Regions from separate parts of the Mus musculus genome. Here regions 1, 2 and 4 are each linked to region 3. A link is a contact called in public HiChIP or PLAC-seq and Micro-C data. All regions are on one chromosome and are shown on one strand. The core of a region is the stretch at or near the end of the contact, and the rest is flanking DNA. Distances in the headings are between cores, read along the strand shown. Region 1 holds the start of Smo (smoothened, frizzled class receptor). Region 2 holds the start of Fam71f1 (family with sequence similarity 71, member F1). Region 3 holds the start of Irf5 (interferon regulatory factor 5). Region 4 holds the start of Ahcyl2 (S-adenosylhomocysteine hydrolase-like 2).

What was found. Hi-C and Micro-C count contacts between places; a contact is called where the count stands out from the background. HiChIP or PLAC-seq counts read pairs in DNA pulled down with a chosen protein or histone mark.
Region 1: a contact with region 3 is called in a Micro-C map of embryonic stem cells, with 2.0 times the contacts expected there. The contact joins the promoter of Smo here to the promoter of Irf5 in region 3. A contact is called at or near these places in 2 of 484 Hi-C or Micro-C datasets (both in embryonic stem cells), 2 of 115 datasets of contacts at active chromatin or transcription factors (embryonic stem cells and microglia) and 1 of 9 other capture datasets (liver).
Region 2: an H3K4me3 HiChIP or PLAC-seq map of embryonic stem cells shows a contact between it and region 3, with 35 read pairs. The contact joins the promoter of Fam71f1 here to the promoter of Irf5 in region 3. A contact is called at or near these places in 3 of 39 promoter capture datasets (cranial neural crest, embryonic stem cells and stem cell-derived epiblast-like cells), 3 of 115 datasets of contacts at active chromatin or transcription factors (bone marrow-derived macrophages and embryonic stem cells) and 3 of 9 other capture datasets (adipose tissue, embryonic stem cells and pancreatic islet).
Region 4: an H3K27ac HiChIP or PLAC-seq map of microglia shows a contact between it and region 3, with 4 times the contacts expected there. The contact joins the promoter of Ahcyl2 here to the promoter of Irf5 in region 3. A contact is called at or near these places in 5 of 39 promoter capture datasets (the 3T3-L1 cell line, HPC-7-derived erythroid cells, hippocampal neurons and 2 more), 1 of 484 Hi-C or Micro-C datasets (embryonic stem cells), 4 of 115 datasets of contacts at active chromatin or transcription factors (bone marrow-derived dendritic cells, effector CD8 T cells, memory CD8 T cells and 1 more) and 1 of 9 other capture datasets (liver).

The regions. Positions count from the first base shown.
Region 1 is chr6:29,733,940-29,737,067 of GRCm38.p6, forward strand. It overlaps Smo (smoothened, frizzled class receptor), which reads left to right and starts at 1,558. Exons shown (of 12, transcript NM_176996.4): 1 at 1,558-2,414. The coding sequence starts at 2,072.
Region 2 is chr6:29,317,592-29,320,686 of GRCm38.p6, forward strand. Fam71f1 (family with sequence similarity 71, member F1) reads left to right here and starts at 1,549. Exons shown (of 7, transcript NM_001289663.1): 1 at 1,549-1,856; 2 at 3,037-3,095. The coding sequence starts at 1,608.
Region 3 is chr6:29,525,336-29,528,504 of GRCm38.p6, forward strand. It overlaps Irf5 (interferon regulatory factor 5), which reads left to right and starts at 1,290. Exons shown (of 9, transcript NM_012057.4): 1 at 1,290-1,439.
Region 4 is chr6:29,766,684-29,769,878 of GRCm38.p6, forward strand. It overlaps Ahcyl2 (S-adenosylhomocysteine hydrolase-like 2), which reads left to right and starts at 1,760. Exons shown (of 17, transcript NM_001171000.2): 1 at 1,760-2,223. The coding sequence starts at 1,855.

The DNA.
Region 1 (3,128 bases), core at 308-2,807, 210 kb after region 3:
GCTCTGTTGAAAGTTTTAATTGTCAACTTGATACAATCTAGAATCCTCCGGGAAGAGAATCTCCATGCAGGATCTCTAGATGAAGCCAGCCTGTTGGTGTGTCTGTGGGTGGTTGTCTTGATTACACTAAGTGATATAGGCAGGTCTGCCTGTGATGGGCAGCACCATTCCCAAGACAGGGGATCCGGGACTGTGTTAAGTACAGAGAAGGTGCTGAGTACCAGTAAGCATGCATGTATTCATTTCTCTCTGCTCTTGATTGTGGATGCAACCAGCTAAGGTCCCTGTCTAAGGTTTTCCACAATGATGGACTATGACCTAGAATTGTGAGTCCAGAATACATCCTTTTAGCCTTATAGTTGCTATGTCAGGATATTTTATCACACCAACAAGAATAAAATTAAAACACAAAATGAGCCCCCAAATTGAATTAGATTCCTCACATAGTTCTGGAGACTTGGGTACCAATTAAGCATGTATCTGAAGTGTAGGAGTCAATTTGCTCTTAAACAACAGAGATAACAGAAACGATCTATATCTGGCTGACTGTGAGCTATTCTTACAGAAACAAGAAATGAAAAGCTATGCTATTGAGTTGTCCGTCAACAAGGAAAAGTTACTCAAGGTTCATTCAGTCCAGTCTCCTAGCCGTTGAGGGAGACTTGCTTAGGGGAGCTGTGACTTAAAGAAGCTGCAAGAAAGAAAGAACTGACGGAAGGAAGGAAGGAAGGAAGGAAGGAAGGAAGAAAGAAAGAAAGAAAGAAAGAAAGAAAGAAAGAAAGAAAGAAAGAGAGAAAGAAAGAAGAACTGAGTGGAGAAGGGAACGACAGAAACTTCATGAGGCAGCTGGGCCACAGGTATTCATCCAAGATGGACTAGTTTCCTGCGGACAAACCCGAAGGTGCATCAGGGACAGTTGATGGAAATCACAGTCCATCCAGCCCTGACATACCTGAGCGATAAAGGCTTGGTGTTGACATGTTCTCAGGATAGACATCTGTCCCCACAGGTAACAGCAGCTACTCTGAGTGACTCCGAGGTTATTTCCCCATATATATCTCGAGCAGGAAGAATTTAAAGAAGCAAAACCCCCAAACTCCGGTTCTTCTCCACCAGGGTTCTAGGTAAAGTTGAGAAAGATCTAACTAACAAAAAGCAAGAAAAGATTGGTAGGGCTGGGGAATTGGGCAGGAATGGAGTGAAAACTCTTGCCTGCTTTAGGCATCCCCCTGCCACCCTAAACTGAGAGAAATGTCCTCTCCTAAAAGTCACGTCAAACAACCTTAGGACCAACTAAAGATTCAGTCAAGTGCCTCTGGGACACAACTTGCACGCATCCCCCCCCCCCCCCCCCCCCGCGAGGGTCTTCTGTAGGGTGAAGGTTCCCGAATACCCCCACCCCAGCCCCTTCGGGCATTTAGGCCGCCAAAGCTGGGGCTCCTCCTCTCCAGCGTCTGACTCTCCCCTTGCTTTTCTTCGCTCGGGCCCTCCCCCAGCCTCCGCGGATGGGGGGGCCGGGCTTGGCTCCGCGAGGCCCGTGCATTCCAGAGAGCAGGGCCAGCTAGAGCAACAAAGGAGCCCGGTAGTCGGCAGGGAGAGCTCAGGGGGCTGCGGCGCGCTCGCGCGGAGGTGGCTGCTGGGCCGCGGGCTGGCGTGGGGGCGGAGCCGGGGACCCACTCCCGCACCCCCCCCCCCCCCCCGGCCGGCGCCTGGCCTCCATCGAGGGGCTGGGAGTCGGTTTTAATGGTGGGAGAGGGAATGGGGCTGGAGATCGGGGCCCCGGAGGGTTCCCAGGGTTGAAGACAGCTTCGATCTCCAGGCCAGGGAGTCCGGGGTCTGTGCATCCTGGCCCGGGCCTGCGCTGCTCAACATGGGGCCCGGGTTCCAAAGTTTGCAAAGTTGGGAGTCGAGGGGCCCGGACGCGCGCGGCGCCTGGCGAAAGCTGGCCCCAGACTTTCGGGGCGCACCGGTCGCCTAAGTAGCCTCCGCGGCCCCCGGGGTCGTGTGTGTGGCCAGGGGACTCCGGGGAGCTCCGGGGCGCCTCAGCTTTTGCTGAGTTGGCTGTTTGGCCATGGCCGCTGGCCGCCCCGTGCGTGGGCCCGAGCTGGCGCCCCGGAGGCTGCTGCAGTTGCTGCTGCTGGTACTGCTGGGGGGCCCGGGCCGGGGGGCGGCCTTGAGCGGGAACGTGACCGGGCCTGGGCCTCACAGCGCCAGCGGGAGCTCGAGGAGGGACGTGCCGGTGACCAGCCCTCCGCCGCCGCTGCTGAGCCACTGCGGCCGGGCCGCCCACTGCGAGCCTTTGCGCTACAACGTGTGCCTGGGCTCGGCGCTGCCCTACGGAGCCACCACCACGCTGCTGGCTGGGGACTCGGACTCGCAGGAGGAAGCGCACGGCAAGCTCGTGCTCTGGTCCGGTAAGCGCGCGGGAGTCGGGATTGCGACGCGGAGGTGATGGGACCGGCCACTGACGGAAAGAAAAGGCTCAGGCCTCAAACTGTTGGGCGGGCGCGGCTTGCACCCGGAATAGTTGGAGAAACGAGTCCGGAACTTTTGGGACAGGTTGCGTGCGGGAAGGAGACTCTGCGTGTTGGAGAAGGGGTCGGGGCAAGAGACCAGGGAAGCCAGTCGGTCACAAAGAGCCCGAGTAAGGATGGGGTTAGGGGGATGCAAGGAGGGAGAAGAGATGTATTCGTGAAGCAACAGTCCATGGGGATTCTGGGCAGTGTTCAGACCTTGAGGCAATCTGAGTTGTAGAGAAGAAAGAGAGGATGAAGGTGGAAGACATTTAAGGATTTGGAGGGAAGGGGCGAGGAAAACTTGTACATTCTGAGAAGGAAAAAAAAAATGCCTCCTTGTAGTAACTAAAAAGCCAAACGAACCACCTGGTAATCTTGATTTAGATCAGCCCAGGGAACCAATGATTTTTGTCTTGTTTTTACCCGTTTAAGTTTCCTTATCTGAAAAATGGAAGCTCTGATCCACTCGGGTTAAGAAGGAGGGAGACGATTTAAACAGTTGTTTGTGGCTCTGTGGAAATGTGAAGCCTCACGCCAGTGTATGCTGTGGAGGAACATTAAGTCTGGGGTGTTGAGAGCCTGTGGGCACCGTCCAGAGTGGCAGAAAGTCCT
Region 2 (3,095 bases), core at 299-2,798, 210 kb before region 3:
GTAGCCTTGTGGCTGTGGAAGAGGGCTGGCAGAACAAGACTGGGAAAGCCTTGGGTCCCTCTGCCCCTCTCTGACTTTATGATGAAATGCAGGAATAACATCCAGCTCTGTCCTTTGCATATCTTTTTTCAAAACCATCTTTCTAAATTTATTGCATTCGACCTTGATGGTGACACATTAGCAAATCCTAGAATTGTGTTCAAGTTGGAATACCATTTCTCCTTACATTGACTCTGATTGGTGATCAGTCTGCTTGGTTCTTTGACCCACTCCACACCCAGGAATTTAGATTTTTTTTTTAATTTTTCTGGCTCTTGGGGAGATCCACTGTCACCGAGATGGGTGTGTAATGCTGCCCCTCCTAGCTGGTACCCATAGTCAGCCTTGTCGTCAGAAACTAATTATTGCTCCTGCTCCTTTAGTTTTGACCTCTGAAGGGAGAAAACTGCAGCTGCAACCAGCCAGCCATAGCAGCCAAAGAGCAGGCACTAGTAGCTCTCCTGGAAGCAGAAATGGTTCTTGCACGTAAGCCAGGGTGTGGGAGGTGGGGAGGAGGCTCACATGCTAAGTCAGGGGGTGAGGGAGTTGTATGTGTGTGTGTGTGGGGGGGTGATCACATCATGTGAGGCTCTGGAAATTAGTTTTGAATAGACATCAGCTTTTCATACTGTTTAGAATAGTTTACACTAAGAGAGTAAGGGAAGAGGCCAGCAAGATGGCTCCGTGGTGAGATGTCCCAGCAGATAAAGGTGTGTACTTACCGCCAAGCCGGATGGTCTGATAGGAGAGAATTTATTTTCATAAGTTGTCCTCTGATTTTCACATGCACTGTGGCACACTTGCACCCATTTGTACACACACACACACACACACACACACACACACACCAATCAACCAATCAACCAAATGTAAAGAGGGGAGTATGAACTACATCCTGCACACTCATGAACTCAGGAGGTTCAGGCGTAATACAACAAGTTCAAGACCTGTGTAGGCTGGGGATATAGTTTGGTAGGGCTCATTCTGCATGTATGGGTCCCTGGGTTTAATCCTCAGTAACACACAAACACACACACACCACCACCACCACCACCACCACTACTACCACCACCACTACCACCACCACCACCACACCACCACACACACACACACACACACACACACACACACACACACACACACACGAGAGAGAGAGAGAGAGAGAGAGAGAGAGAGAGAGAGAGAGAGAGAGAGAGAGAGAGAGGGAGAGAGAGAGAGAGAGAGACAGGAAGGGCCTTTCTTCTGGGCAGCGGCGGAAGCATCCTAACAGTCCTTGCTTCCTGCCTGCCTCAGGGTTTCCCAGCAAGTTCCGTGAATGCTCCAAGGGGGCCCTGAGAAGGATGTGGGATGTCAGTAAGTGCAGCCATGAGCATCACTGGCCCAGGAGGAAATGGGAGGCTCCTCCTCATTCCCTTTCTTGCAGGCCTGCTGTGGTTTTTCATGATGTCATCCATTCATCATTGTGAGCTGACCGGCTGCCCCTTAGGCCTTGGCCAGCTGCCCATGATCAGAAGGGAAGAGACAGATCCCAGGACAACAGTGCAGAGGGCCCCTGAGCATGTGCAGACATGATGACATCAGTTCCACCTAGAAAGTCTTGGTGGACATCGAAGAAGACAGTAAAAGTGATAAGATCATATCCAACCTTCCCTTCCTTGAATGCCTGGGAGAAGTTCAGGGGCCTCTTGCCTGTGGATGGGGAAACGAACCCTGGAGTGGGCCTGGGAGTGGAGGAAGGACTACTCTGCCAGATGGTTCATTCTCCAGAATTCAATCTGTTTCCTAACTCCGTGGTGTTCGAAAGCAACTTTGTTCAGGTACTCTTGCATGTGATTCAGAACAGCGCGGCTTGATTCTTCTAAACCTGTTCCCAAGATGTAACCAGAAGAGTTACCCCTAGAACTGCAGTGGAGGGTAAACTGAGGCAGGAGAGCTAGCAGGCCTGAGACACAAGGCTGACCAGGGTTTCTCCTGTAGGTGTACACTCAGTGAGAAAGGTCCGGCATTCTTTGCTGAGTAGGGACTTAGGTATTGGAACTCCTAATTTATGCCATTCTCAGGTCTGTCACCTGAGGCCAAGTTAAGGCAGTCAGTATTGGTTGGCAAAGAATAGGACCTAGGGGCCCAGAGAAACCTGAGCTTAGAGTGCAGGCTCTGCTCACTGGTGGGGAGGTACCATTGTGCATGAAACCTGTACAAATCTGTTTAAACACAACAAGCGAGGTGCATGGTCTAGTGGGTGCTTGGTGTGTTTTCAATCTCCCTCTATCTCCTGACCTCCCCTTGGGCCAGACAGAACCTAGAAGAAATAGAAGGGCCATGAGGATGGGTGTTTTCTAAGCAAAGTGGGGAAGTTGTCAAGGGGAGATCCACAGACACGAAGTAGATGCTAAGGGAGTTCTGGGTGATTGTTCTTGCTCTTGCATTAATAGTGGGCCCTTTAAGTCCTATTGGAGAAATGCCAGCACTCAGGAGGCTGAGGCAGGAGGATGCCCTTGAGAATGAGACTAATCTGGGCTATAGAGTAAGACCTTTTTTTGTTTAAATATGATAATAAAATGATGATAGTAATAATAATAATAATTACTCAGAAGCCCTACTAAAGTTTTTAGACCAATACAGATTAAAACACATGTCTGAACACAGCAGTATCCCTCATTTCCAAGGGACATTTGGCAATGTCTGAGACATTTTCAGTTGTCAGAGTGGGAGTTTGCTATAAGCATCTCTGGAGACAGAGGCTAAGGACACTGCCAAACACTCCACAATACAGCCTAATCCTCCTCTCCCAAAGAAGCTAAGTGGTACCACAGCATGACTCTAATCCCAACACTTGGGAGGCAGAAGCAGGCAGATCTCTCTGGTCCTGCTATACATGTGAGTTCTCGGCCAGGCAGAGCTATCAAAAACAAAATTAGTGCTGAGTGAAGAAACCCGGCTAAAACATCTTGCTGCTTTTGCCAAATGTTCAGGCTGGGCCTGGGGGCTGCATTGCAGGTCAGAAGGAGCAGAAACTGGAAAGAAATCTATAAGGCTTCCAACACAATGGCCCTTGG
Region 3 (3,169 bases), core at 40-2,539:
TAAGAGCATCTGCTGTTCTTGCAGTAGACCTGGATTCAGATCTCAGCACCCACACCCCCTCGCTCACAACAGTCTCTAACTCCAGTTCCAGAGAATCCAGCGCCCTCTTCTGGTCTCTGCAGGAACTGCATGTTCACGATGCACATGCATGCTGACAAAATACTCATATACATAAAAAATAAAATAAATCACTAAAAAGAATTAAGATGGTAAACATTTAAAATATATGTGCTTATATCTTTAGTTAAGCTGCCTGCGATGCTACACCAAATCTCAGCTACTCAAGGCATCTGAGCCAGGAAAATCGTTTGATTCCTGGAGTTGGAGACCAGCACCGGCAACACAACTTTTTACCCTTAAAAGAGTTAAAACCCAAGAAACAAATACAATAACCCTTTAGAATTATGACAGGGCAGAGAAGGCAGGCACTTAGTAGCACAGTGCTTGCTTAGAATGTGCAAGGTCCTGGGTTCCATTATCAGTAAAATACAAATATAAAAATAAAAATTACTATAGATCATGAACCATGCAAGACAGGGTTGGTTCCCAACTAAGCTGAATTTCAGTGGAAATTAGACGTTAAAATCATATGGAAAAATCAAACGGAAAGACTCTGGAAGTCGTCTCCACCCCTCCTCCAAACCAATCAACAAATTACACCAAAACACAACAAACCAAAAGCTGACTCAAGGAAGGGGTAGACCTTCCTGGAAAAAACACTTAGACTATCAAATAATATGATGCTGACCCAAAAGTTGAAGAGTGAGAATCAGCGAATAATGTTCCTACATGAACAGGATGTGTGGAAGTTGAGGCCAGCATCGACTCGGACAGGAAGGCCCGTTTATGGAACCGGGAGGTCGGGGTGGGGGTGGGAACCCGCTCAAAGGGCAAACCCAAACCACGGTGAAGGTAAGGGCAAAAGAAGAGGTGGGCTTGTCAGTCACATGGTGAGTTGGAGCGGTCCGGAGGGCCAGTGTTAAGGCTGAGGAGACAGAGTGGCCCAAGGTATGTTGAAAGGGAGCTCTCAGGGGTCTCCCAATGCCCTGGAGTGTGGCTCCATCGACGCCCGCGCGCAGCGGATCTCCAGCTCCAGGCGGGCGCGGACTAGGTGAGGACAGGCTACAGGGTATCTGGGGACTGGGTGATGGATGACTCTGTCTCCCCGGATTCCCAAAGGAGCCCGGCGAGGGGCGCCGAGCTGTCTGCGGTCTCGCGGAGGCCCCGGGCTTCCCCGCGGTGGGCGGTGGATGGGTAGGGGCCCGGGGCGCGGGGTGGTGGCGAGGGGCGGGGCGGGGCGCTGCCCCGGGCGGGGGCGGCGCGATGCGGAAGTGCGGGGCGGGCTGGGCGACCCGCGGGCGGTGCAGCTCGGCGAGAGCTCAGCTCGGCCGCAGCGCCAGGCCGGGGCTCCAGGCTCCCCGCGGGCGCACAGCAAACAGGTAGGTCCCGGGGCTGTGGGCTGTGTTGGGCTCCTCGCCCCGAGGGCGGTGGGAACAGCCCCGGGCTTCAGCCAAGCCACGGCTCCGACCCACGGCGACCTGCACGCCCCGGGCACCTGCCAACGGGGCCAGCGGGGTCGGGATCCCGCTCCTCCGCGGTGGGCGATGATCGAAGGCGGCGCCGGGCCAGCGCGAATGGCTCCAAGGCGCTCCGCACCAGGCCAGCTCGGAGTGCCGGGCTCCGGCCGCCAACGTTCGCATGCTCGGGGAAAGTCCCAAGGGCCCAGTGGACATCCCCACTGCGCCTCGCCAGGGTCAAGGATGCCAAGCGCCCTGTCACAGTCTGGCGGGGACCAGGGAGGAGCGAGTTTCCGACCCCGACCCTGTCGGCACACAGCTCGTCTCTCCTCCCCGGCCACACCTCACTTTTTCGACTAAAGAGGTTGAGGTGTCAAGCAGCGATCCCTCCCAAGGATCTTAAAGCCAAGGACAGGAATCTGTGGGAATAGAGTTTGAGGGGAGACGTTGTCAAATAGAGGCTCTGCTCCTTGACTCGTAGCTCAAAAGGGGACGACGATTTATTCTTAGCTGTTGAGAAGAATCGGGGCGGGGGCTGATTAATGCTTGGTCTAGTTTCTTGACGGCCTGCCCCTAAACTTAAGAAGTAACAACTTAGAATCTGAACGTGAAGGGAAAGTGTAGTTGGGCCGAAACGCAGGCGGAGAGATGTCCCGGGCCAGTATTCGCCCTCGGTGCAGATGTCTCCCAGACTCCAGGTGTCTCTCGAACCTCCAGAGGACCCAGAGCGGGTACCTAGTAGCAGGGGTGGAAGTGGGGGCTTTCTTGGCCTCCTCCTGGCATAGCAAGGCGGACACGTCCCGGTCCAGAGGAGCGGACCAGGAACGGACACTAAGCCAGTAACCCCGCGATGACTCCAGGGGCTGACCCAGGTTCCTTCCCACCCCCACCCCCCTTCCCTCCGCGTTATGCCCCGGGTGGAGTCTGCCGGGATGATCAGGAGGGAACGACCTGGCCTGAACTCCAAAGTGAGGATAAGTGATCAGGACCAGAAAGGATGTGGACGGGGCTGACGGAGGCTGGAGAGGCTAAAAGCCTCGCATGAGGACCTGTGTGATACAGTACAGCATTCGCCCTCTCTACTCCCTAAGCTCCTGGCTAAAGTCTAGGAAAGAGATAGGTAGGAGACCACTCCTATTAACTAAAAGTCCTTCGGGGGTTTTCCCTTGAACTCTGGCCTTCCCCCAGCCTGCCCCTGGGAGGAAGCCGGGAGAGGGTTCTTCCTGCCGCACCTGCTGCCCCAGAATCTCAGCCTGTGTGCACTCTGAAGGGGCAGGGCCCCGGGTGTGTCGCTCACCTGGAGAGGGCGGGATTTATGCTCATGCCTACTGCAGGTAACCCCTGGATGTTGCCTTGAACTGGGTGTGGGGTTTAGAACGGGACAATTCGAGAGACAGGAGGGGTTCGAAGCTCTGCCTTTATTCCTTCCGTTATGGCAGCTTCTCCCCACCAGCTCCGGAGTTCTCAGTGATCTGACTGCCCAGGCAGCCTCTCCTGGGACTTCATGACCTTGGGGTGAGCTATGGGGACTCTCCATCGCAGTCGGGATTCAAGGGCTGCTTCCATGCCCCATCACATGTGGGATACTTCCTGAGGTCTGACATGGAAGATGGTGGGGGCTCTGTTCGTTTCTCCTTTTTAGGGCTCATAGC
Region 4 (3,195 bases), core at 510-3,009, 240 kb after region 3:
TTCACATAAAAATTTAAAGAATGTGCAACTAAAATAATTTTTAAGCTTATGCATATGTGTGTGTCTGTAGGACAAGAGGGTGTCACACCCCCTGGAGCTGGAGTTGCAGGTGGTTGTGAGTTGCCCAATGTAGTTGTTGGGAACAAATTACAGCAAGGGCTCATAAATTTTGAGCCAACTCTCAAATCCCTAGAAAGTATGGTGTTGTCTCCTACTTTTTAGTCTAACTTCCTTCCTCCCTCTTTCTGTAATGTATATGTGTGCTCTAACTGCTTGTACATCTGCAGGTCAGAAGAGGGCATCAGATCACCACTATAGTTGGTTGTGAGCCACCATGTGGTTGCTGGGACTTGAACTCCAGACCTCTGGAAGAGCAGCAGATGCTCTTAACTGATAAGCCATCTTGATGTTGTTATATGCCCCTTCCCCTTCCCCGCCAGGGTATCTCTGTGTAGTCCTGGCTGTCCTGGAAATTGCTCTGTAGACCAGGCTGCCTGCCTCTGCCTCCCAAGTGCTGGGATTAAAGGCTTATGCCACCACCGCCTGGCTTTTAGTCTGATTTTTAAAATTATAAGCATTTATTTCCTTTTATCATTAAAAGACTATTGGAGAACTCTTCTTAAAAGAAAAAAAATTCTATCATCAGTAGAACATTACTTTCAGGTAAGTTTCTTCTTTTTGTGACAGGCTTTGGCTAAGCAGTCAAAGCTAACCTCAACACATTTCTGATTCTCAGGTCTCTGTCTCCTGAGTGTTGGGCTTACCACTATGACCAAATGGTACGCAATTTTATTTTATTTTTGTTATTAAAAATAAAACTGGCAGCTGGTGATCTGGTCAAAAGTTAATTGAATTTGTTGCTCATTTAGAGGGCCCAGGGTAGATTCCCAGTTCTTTTCTGGTCCTTTAATTACATGTGTGCGGTAGAATTAACTTTTTTTTTTTTTTTTTTAAAGACAGGGCCTTGCTTCATAGCTCAGCTGGCCTCGAACTATTATCACTGGTGACGCATACACTTCAGATGTTCAAATTATTACTGCGTACTCCACCATACCCTGACGAGATTTCTTTCTTTGGGGATTTGATTTTAGTTACTTAATTCAAGAGTACGCCAGAAAGCATGACAGCAGGAAATGGCTTATTTCTTTTCTTCTAGAAACCAACCCACTGAAGAAAGGCTCGGAACGGAATGGAGAAACCCCATGCCTTCTAGCCTGGAGCCGGAATTCATCTCACCTGACCTGCCGCTTTTCCTTTAAAGGCCGCCCACGTGATAGCACACATGCGCACACTCCGGAGGAAATTCACGCCGTCAGGGGAGCGAGTCATTCTTGCCCCCCACTTTCCCTGGGGTTTCTGGCATTCCTTTCCGGAAACCACAACCCCTCTGGAGACATTCTCCTCATCTATTCCGTCGCGTCATCCGTTTTTATACTTTTCTGTTAGTCGCTGTCCTGGGAGTTCCCTCTCCATCAAAAACTACTTTCCGGAGGAGGGACGAAAGGACTACAACTCCCAGGGGACTCTGCGGCCTATCCCCCACCCACCCCCCCGCGAGGCGAGCGCAGTGCAAGTTGGTTGCTGAGGTCCCACGGTCTTCTAGTCGCGTGCAACCCGGAGCAAGCGCACTACAGGTTCTGTGGCGCCTCGCGCGTGAGTCAGACAGGGGTGGGGCGAGGCTCGAGAGGCCGGGCTGGCGGCGAGCGAGCGGGCGGGCGGAGGAAGGGGGTGGGAGCGGAGGCGATGGAGGGGAGGAGTGGGGGTATGGGGGAGGGAAGGGGAAGGGAGGCGGGAGGCGGGGCCGAGTGGGAGCTGGTGCGAGAGTCAGAGTCGGCGGTTGCAGTGGAGGCGGTGATGTCGGTGCAGGTTGTGTCAGCAGCGGCAGCCGCCAAGGTGCCTGAGGTGGAGCTGAAGGATCTGAGCCCCTCCGAGGCGGAGCCCCAGTTGGGACTGAGCGCGGCGGCCGTGGGCGCCATGGTACCCCCAGCGGGTGGCGGGGACCCAGAGGCTCCAGCTCCGGCTCCCGCGGCGGAGCGGCCCCCGGCCCCCGGCCCGGGCTCGGGGCCCACCGCGGCTCTGAGCCCTGCGGCCGGGAAGGTCCCTCAAGCGTCCGCCATGAAGCGGAGCGACCCTCATCACCAGCACCAGCGGCATCGCGACGGCGGCGAGGCCTTGGTCAGCCCCGACGGCACGGTCACCGAGGCGCCGCGCACGGTCAAGAAGGTACTGGGGTCGGGCTGCCTCGCTTCTCGGAGAGGCGGGGAGGGCGGGCACGGGAGTGGCGGCCCTTCAGGGCACGGCGGCACCCGGTTCCACACCCTCTAGATCGTGGAGCCGAGAGTCTTCTCCCACCCTTGAACCCGCTCTTAGAGCGGCCGCCACCCGGTGCTCCGCTGCGAAGCGAAGCCTCTAGGTACCACGGGCGTACTTTACTAATAACATGGAGGTAGCGCCCTTCACTACTACTTGAACGAGGCAGGGGGAGGAGAAGCACCTACTACTACACCCGGCGCCTCCAGCACACTCCCGCGTGTAATTTTCCGGACTGTTCGGTGGCATAGAAAAACCTTCCCTCCAGCGATAAGGATAGCAAGATCTTTTTCCTTGGAGAACGAGGAAGCTGTAGTTAGCTCTCTCTCATGAGAGCTCGGGAAACCCTCTGAGTTGCCTGGCTTCTGTACAGATGATGACTTTCTGCCTTTCTGTGGCCAACAGCTCTCCACAGGGTAGTACTGATCTGTGCCCTTCCTTTCTAGCCATTGCAATTCTCTTGTACTGCGATTGTAGACCGGTAATGGAAAGATGCTTCATTCACCCTGAAGAGGGCTGGTCTCTAGGATTACCAGATTGTACCTGAAGAGAATGCTTATTTTATTCATATCTTTATCGTGAGCAGAAAGTGTTAGGAAGAAATGCTTGCTACTTTGAGGAAAGTAATCGTTTGGGGCTGTCGGCTTCCTTCATAAATAGAAACGTGTAATGATGGTACCCCCGAATTATTTATATATTGGCTATACCCTTTACCCACTCCCCTCGTTTTTTCTCCCATTTATTGATGTCAGCACAAGAGGTAAAAGACAAGATCTGTGGATCATCTAAAAAAAAATGTGGCTTTCATTTCTTGGGAACAGTATGAACACAATGATTTACGTTTTTTCCCATTATAATGGGTGCATTTTGTTCCGTCAGAACAAC